Regions from separate parts of the Danio rerio genome. Here region 1 is linked to region 2. The links are chromatin contacts, called in public Micro-C maps. All regions are on one chromosome and are shown on one strand. Each heading gives the region's core, a stretch centred on a gene start, on an enhancer-like site or on the middle of the called end of the contact. The rest is flanking DNA. Distances are from core to core; before and after follow the strand shown.

Evidence for each region. A called contact is a pair of places that touch in the nucleus more often than the background predicts.
Region 1: a Micro-C map of caudal fin shows a contact between it and region 2, with 4 times the contacts expected there. The contact joins the promoter of angptl2b here to the enhancer-like site in region 2. A contact is called at or near these places in 2 of 18 Hi-C or Micro-C datasets (caudal fin and an unstated tissue).

The regions. Positions count from the first base shown.
Region 1 is chr8:35,141,482-35,145,828 of GRCz12tu, reverse strand. It overlaps angptl2b (angiopoietin-like 2b), which reads right to left and starts at 2,243. Exons shown (of 4, transcript NM_001126478.1): 1 at 1,276-2,243. The coding sequence starts at 2,170. All of the region lies in intron 9 of ralgps1 (Ral GEF with PH domain and SH3 binding motif 1), which reads left to right.
Region 2 is chr8:35,076,355-35,080,172 of GRCz12tu, reverse strand. All of the region lies in intron 9 of ralgps1 (Ral GEF with PH domain and SH3 binding motif 1), which reads left to right. Among named protein-coding and RNA genes, the nearest start is that of angptl2b, 65 kb to the left of the region's middle. Within about 2 kb of position 1,887, at least 9 of the 62 cell types and tissues checked have an H3K27ac peak or open chromatin away from gene starts, as enhancers often do.

The DNA of each region.
Region 1 (4,347 bases), core at 994-3,493, 65 kb before region 2:
CCATCAGTTTTAAGGCTGGGCTTGACGTCACTATTGACCTGCAAACATCAGTTCCTCCTGGTGAAGCAAATATACCTAGAAAATGATCCTTGGGCAGTGGTTTCCAACTCCAATCATGGGGACCCACATGTTGTGTGTCTCCAATTTAACACACAATGGAATTTGCGAACAGCTGATTTCGTAACAAGTGAATGAATTTCCCCATTGCAGGTATTGGTTAGTTCAAGCAGGCCTCCTAATCAATTTATGCTATCAGCTGATTTAGGAATTAAAAGCCCTGGCCCTAGCTGATCCAATGTCTATGCACTCAATTGGCAAATGCTTTACCAGACGCATTACATACACTATGCAGAACAGTTATTGTATGCTGTATATTGACAGTTCATAAACTACTGTATTTTTGCTCCTTTATTCTCTTTTCAGTTTTTTTCCCGTCACATTGTACAGAGTTTGCAGTCGCACGCTGTGCTGCAGCAACAAAGGCCACCTTTTCATTTAAAAGAAACCAAAAATGTTTTTGTGCTTCATGCAATATCCACCAGGTTGCGCAAGGAACAACCGTTTTTCCATTGTCGGGCAAGTCTGAGCAAATGCCCCCTAAATTAAACAGCCCACCCAGAGGTTTGTTTCAGAAAACCCTTGTTAGCCAACTAAGGTCGCAAGTTCCATCATTATATTAAATAAATATAGGGGAAAGAAAAAAACACAGCTACTGGTCAGTTTACGAAATTCCATACAACACCTTACAGTCTATTTTTTTATTTATTTTTTTGCTTACAATCGCCCTTATGTTTCTCTTTTAAACTTAAAGGTGTTGCATAAAATAATAAAGCAGTTTTAATTTAAAAGGTGATATTTCTTTACTGCATCCTCCTTGTTTTTTGGTAATGCATAATAAACTTTACACCACATTAAAGACACAGCAGCCAGTAACTTTCAGTTGTTGAGTTTTTGTCACATTTAAAAAGTGTGTTTGTGCATGAAACGTGCGCGTTTAGATGCATATGTGTGAGAGACCGGGCAAAAGAGCGCTCGCTTCACAGCTCTTTCTTTCTTTCTTTCTTTCTTTCGGAGATAATAAATACATATTTGTATTCAAATATGAATACAACAGAAATAAGTAAATCTTTACAAATTACGTGTCCACTTTTGTAGGCTTAACACAATAATGTCAGATAAAATAGCCTAAGCTATATTAAAATCATTTAAAGAATTGCAAATATCGTAATAATAAGTAAGCATATGTACAAATGAAGGGATGAAGCTGAGACTCACCTGAGGGTTTGTTTGTGGTGGAAGGGCTGTGAGTTCCCCCTGGCATGGTGGGTGGAGGTGCAGGAGGTACTTTGAGGTTCTGATCACTCTGGATCTCATTAGTGATCTGGTTGTTGCGGTTAAATGTAGGTGGCTGGTAGGGCTTATTAAGGGGTGGTGAGGGTCTGGGTTGTGGGTGGGGTTGGGGTTGAGGCTGAGGCTGTGGCTGAGGCTGTACAGGTACCCTGGGTACCGGTGGCCCCCTCTGACACTGTGCTTCAAGAAGGGCAATGAGTGCTGACTGGTTATTGGCCAGCGATGCAAGGTGCTGATACTTATGCTCCAGGTCTTTATAGCGGTTAGTAAGCTGCAGCATCTCAGAGGTCTGGTTGAGGATCTTGTTTTCCAATTGCGACAACTCTAGTGCATTGTCTCTTTTGCGGATGATCTCATGCAGCAGCTGCATGTATAGCTGTGTCACTCGGGAATTCATATTACGGGACTCCTTGCGCAGAAGCTTCACCTCATTGACGATGCCACCATCGACTTCTACAAGCTGCTGCAGAGTCTCAATTTGTCTCTTCTGCTTGTGCAGTTCAGAGTTGAGAAGTTCCAGCTCCTGTTTGTTGACACGGTTCTCCAGCACTGCCTCAGGCTCCTTGGAGTTCACACAGATGGCTCCTGTAACCTTCTGCTGGGGTACGATGAAGGTGTAGGAACACTTGTCCTGTGGAGGAGGCTCAGGGGCCCTTCGTGTGCGAGTGGTTGACAGGAATTCAACTTCCGGACCTTCATCACTGCTGTCAAACTCCTGAGGGCTGCCCTCCGTTTCAGGAAACCATCCACTTGCCAGAAGCAACACCAGACATACTAGTGAAGGAACATCCATGACCACACACACACCTGTGAAATACATAAGACAGAGAAGGAAGAAATTGGCACATGTATATTGATCTTATTTAAAATCACTTGACCAACAGAAAGCAGCTTGGTTACATGTCTTCAGTATGAACACTTTTCTCAGATGTGTAAACAATGAAAATATGAAGATATTCTTATTTTGAACCAACCCTTTGGTTAGGTAAATAATTATCATCCACATTACAACAAAATCATACTATAACATCTTTCCTCATACTAATCACATTTTCTATTTGATGGATCTCAGTGGTATAAGTGTATATTTATTCCATTCTGAAGGCCTTTGGGAGTCTAATTCCCCCAATGTCTATCTGAAAAGTCCCAGTTTAACCAAACTAACACAACCCTAAATGATCTAGACAGAAGATCTGGCACCTCACTCAACCTCAGTCACGGCATTGAGCTCATTACTACAGAGTTAGTGAGCTGCCTCTGTTTCTAACCCAACCATGGAAGCTCTTGACCTCTGGAAAGAGATTAGGTTACACTTGGAGAAATGGTCTGGCAAGCCCCTGTGTTCCTCCAGCACTGATGGAGAAGCAGACAGGAGTGTGGCTGACCCTCACAGCGGGGGGATTATGAGGCTCTTTAGTCCCATATTCTGGACGTTCTTGGCTTCGCCGGAGCTTCTGGACTGGAATCACAGTCAAGCACTCTCTCTGAATGTTCTCTCTTTCATAAAGAGTGCACGCTTGACTCATTCTAGTGAATCAGTTCATCCTCAACATTTCTCTTTCCTGCAATAGATCGAATTCATAGGTTTCAATCAATTTAATCAGAAAGTTACTGTAACCACTTTTGTCATGAGCAAGCCAGTTCTAACCACCTCAACCTCGCTCCAAACCAAATATCCCACTGAATAATGGAGCTGCTTCAGTTGTAGGGTGACACAAATTGTTTAATGCTGCTGAATGGATTATTTGGTCATTGTGGGTGTCCTGGCATGAGTTTGTTCTGGTGAGCTGCCATATGAGTTAGTTTTTGATGACAGCAATTGGTTATCTGAACCTTGCCACAGGCTTGAACATCGCTAAGGGAGAATGGAAAATCTGATGTCATTCTGATTCATACAAGCACTGAAAAATTACTCTGATTATAAGAGTCTGTTACATAAAATGCATTGTGCAAGGCATGTGCAACCTTGCCTAACAAAGGTCACAATACACTGATTTTAAATTAGGACCAGTTCATGTGTTGTTGTTTTTTTTAATTGCTTAGAGTTTTCCCTTGTACAAACATGGGCTTCATGCAGTGGTGTAAAAAGTATAAAAACTTAAACATTACTTGCAAACAGCAGTATTGTAAGCAGAGTATCTGTTCTAAAAGTCACACTACTAAAAGTATTTTATTAATCATCATACCCTGCAGATCAAAGGTGTTTTTTAAGTGTAAGTAAAATATTTTGCCATTCATGGACTAAAAATGTAAAATCTGAGAACACATTGCATTAACATATGCACAAATAATAAACTGACAAAAAAGCAGGCTGATCCGTTTACATGCACAGTGAAATCTGTGTAACCTAAGATGCAATATTCTAGCTGTGACAATATGTAAACACTTAGGTTATGCACTTTGATTCCTTACTAACACTTATGAGTGTCCAGCAGCTGGCACCAGCAAACCAATCTCATGTGGTACTATTTGTACATGCATTTGAAAACATAACATTTGTAGTGCATTTAGTTATTGTGTAAGGCCTTTTCTCTTTGGTACATCAGTGGATTTGCCCTTCAGTAGATCGGCCTTCAGCAGTGACATTTGCATTATACTGATCTTACTATATTAAACTAAACTTCAACATTGACATTTATACTAATCTGAACTGAAGCAGTTCCATTCATTCATTCATTCATTCATTCATTCATTCATTCATTCATTTATATTCAACTACTTTTCCAGGGCGGGGTTGCGGGGAACAGCAATCTTAGGAGAAAACCCCAGACTTCCCTCTCCCCAGACATTTCCTCCAGCTTTTTGGGGGGATCTTGAGACATTGCCAGACCAGCCCAAAGACATAGTCCCTCCAGCATGTCCTGGATCTTCCCCAAGGCCTCCTCCCGGTGGGACATGCCTGGAGAGGAGGGAAGTGTTCCCTAGGTAGGCATCCAAAACAGATGATTTCTCTCGATGTGGAGCAGCAGTGGCTCTACTCCGAGCTCCTCCTAGGTG
Region 2 (3,818 bases), core at 638-3,137:
AATCATATTTTCAAGTTCAGGAGAGAAGCAAAGGTGGCCGCACAAGTCTTCACATTGTTTGTTATACGTAGCTTAGCAACATGGACACCTACAAATAGTGTTGAAAGAGTCACATACTGTATTTATGAGGTATAATTCACCCAAAAATGTCATTTCTATCTTCATGTAATGCTGTATATGTGGCTGGGAAATCACATGTGACGTGAGCTGACCATAAGCTGTTGCCACAGAGAGGGCGAGCGCACAACTGTGAATGAAGTCTGCTTTAGTGAACAGAACCTGTATAGGCTGTGAATAACAGGTAATAAAGTTGTAAAAAAACATTCAGTTTGTAGCACAGTAATCGTTTTGGAGCAGCGCGGGAAGTATGAACCACTTAGCAGTGAAAATTAAACCAAAAACATGAACATCATTTAAAAAATCATATCGCATTTTAGAGTTATATTGCGACAAGAATTTAGTATGTTTTTCTTTCATAGATTGTTGTTCATGAGAATAAATGTTCAACAGTGTCAGTGTAACTACTCTAGCTATACATCTATAGAATCGTGAGAAAAATCGTAATGTTTATTTTAAGCAAAAAAAAAATCTCGATTCTGAGTGAGGACACATTTATTCTGTCTAATAAGAATTGTGCAATTAGACTATGTGGAACACCCACAATAAAAACAGAAAAACAAGACAGAATTATAATGGAATTATAAGGGTCTATCTGTCAAAATTCCTTTGGAGATATCTCTAATTATAATTGTGACTAGTCGAAATTCATTTAGAGATATCTCCAATTACAATTGTGAATAGTCAAAACTCATTTAGAGATATCTGCAAATATTTTTCAATGGAAGTCAATGGAGGAATATGACTAATCATAATATATTTGCAGATATCTCCAATCTGATTTCGTACTAGTACAATTGTAATTGCAGATATCTCTAATTGTCATTCTGAGTAGTCGAATTATAATTATGACTAGTCAAAATATAATTAGAGATATCTCTAAATATATTTATGGAGTCAGAACAAAGATTTAAATGCTAAAAAGGCTTGCCATAGAGAGCGCTTCTCACTGAACAGCGCAGCAGCGATGACGTAAGCGTGCCGAGGCCCGATATGGTGTGAGTGCTGGCCGTCGGGGGAGATGGGAGGGGGGACAAGCATGCTTTGGCCCGGTTGGAGGCAACTGTACCTAGTGTGAGTACGGCCTAAGGCAAAATATATGAATCTATGTAAATGTAAAAGCAAAAAGTCTTGGGAATAGTCTTCTCATTCAAACTTTTTAGTTGACTGTCCATTTGAAGCTCAGATCTTAGAATAGGTCATAGATCTTAGAATAGATCAATGTACGTCAAAAGTACGATATACTATAAATACTATAAATATAATATATTTATAGTATATATATACTATATATACTATAAATATGAATATATATTTTTATATATCTATTATGACAGTATATTGAGTAAAAAAAAGACATTCTGAAAATTTATTTTAGGGAAAATAAATTAAACCTGAAATTTAATTTTGAGTGGAAGTTTAAAATGTACTTTTGGCTGCTCCCCGTTTTACAAGTGGTATAACACCGCACTTGGCTGTGCAGCTCATGAAAAGTGTTTTGGGATTCATTGGCTGCGAATCCTGATGCAAATAAGTCCAGATGGTCTAAATAAAACATGAAAGTTAACCGCACATCATCATTAATCATTCTTGCGTTCCTCACCCGTCCATCAGTCATCTATGTTCAACTGTTGTTGATTTCCGGATGGCAGGTGTTAACACTTCCTTTCTCAGTTGTTTCAGAACTTTGGAAAGCCCTAAATGGGAAAAGCAAATCCCGAGAGACAGACGCACTATCACATGTGAACTCACACCTCTGGAATGTCTCTCAGCCGCTAGCCAGGCCGCAGTCTCAACACCCTTCAAGCTGTTTGCTTGAAGACACACACATTTTTTCCCCTTCCATAGTCGGCTAGAATTCAAACAGACCTTGTAATTAAAGGCCCCAAACCACTTTACTGTGGTTGCACAAGTGTCACACACAAAATACATTTTTCCACAGTCATCCACATTTGAATGTTCAATTCATAAGTGTGACGACATGAGAATCTAGGAATAGTATTATTTTGTTTATCTGTGGACATTTTCAGTAAGGTGTATGATTGTGTTTGCTGCTTGACATAAGAGAGATCTGGGATTTTATACTGACACCTACTGGTGTGGAAGCAGCATCATGTGCAAGTTATAGTTTGATGCTGTTGTACAGTATAAAGGCTGCAAATACCAGTGTCATTGATTCACTTTATAAACGGATAGTTTAAATTTTTATTTGCAGTATTTTCACATGCATTAATGAATTAGGTATAATGTTTTTACTGTTATTTACTGTTTAATCAGAATACAATAACTAGAAAATGAATTCAGAATTTTTGATTGGTGGGAATTATTTTGTTGGGGAATATCTGCATTTAATAAACAAATAAAAACCATAGATAAATACAATTGAACAAACTTACAAATTAAATAAATCAAGTTTTGTGATTTTCTGTAGGATACATTTTTCGAATCAGTGGGATACAGAAATGCAATAACTAAAAAACTTATTTGTTTAAATTCACTTGAAATCCTAAAACTATTTCACTCTGTTAGGGTTAAACTTAATGATGACCCTACAAATCACATGTCCTGAACGCTGGTTGTTTTAATAGTAAATATAAAAGCACTGTGGCGCAATGGGTAGCACGATCACATCACAGCAAGAAGGTCACTGGTTTGAACCTCAGCTGGGTCAGCTGGCATTTCTGTGTGGAGTTTGCATGTTCTCCCTGTGTTGGTGTGGGTTTCCTCCAGGTGCTCTGGTTTCCCCCACAGTCCAATAACGTGCTATAGGTGAATTGGGTAAGCTAAAATTGTTCATAGTGTATGAGTGTGAATGAGTGTGTATGAATGTTTCCTAGTGATGGGTTGCTGCTGGAATGGCATCCGCTGCATAAAACATGTGTTGAATACTGCTGTGGTGACCCCAGATTTAAAAAGGGACTAAGCTGAAAAGAAAATGAATGAATAAATGAATAATAGCAACAAGTAAATAGTTCAGCCCTAATTTACAATAGGAAATGTATGTTTCTTCATGGAACATGATCTTTATGTAATATATTAATAATTTTGGGGGTAAAAGAAAAATCTATCATTTTGACACATATGATTAATTTTTTCTATTGCCAAAATACAGGTATGTGTGAGTAATGTAAGACTGGTTGTGTGATCCAGGGTCCCACTTGGAATTAATTTATTTTGATGGTCCCTTTAACACATTTTGTTCATTGTAACTTACAACCACATGCCAGCTAATTCTTATTTCTTTTTCCTATTTGATGAAAACAGCGTAGAGATTATTTTCCATAATCCAAAACACTGGTGTATCATATTTTCCTATTTTACTGTAAGACTTCCCCATTCTGATGAAATTCTATTGGACGTCTACAACAAATAAAATTTTTTCACCTGAATTCGAAAAGTTAAGCTTTACAGCTCTAATTATGTGCCCCCCAATTTCAACGCCCTTCTGGAAGTAAATTGCATGGCCCCTGATTTCCACCCCGTCCCGAAAGTAAATTGCTTTAGCTAGCCAAACGTAATAAAAGGTCTTAATCTCAGCCAGATGCCAGGGATTTTAATTACAGGTGGAGTTTATTGAAATTCGTCACTCATGTCAATAATTCTCAAGTCCTCCATTAGCTGCACCCATACATACTTCCTCTTTTACTACAAATTATCTTCACAACATTAAAAGCCTAAGCCTTTCTAAACGGCACATGTTT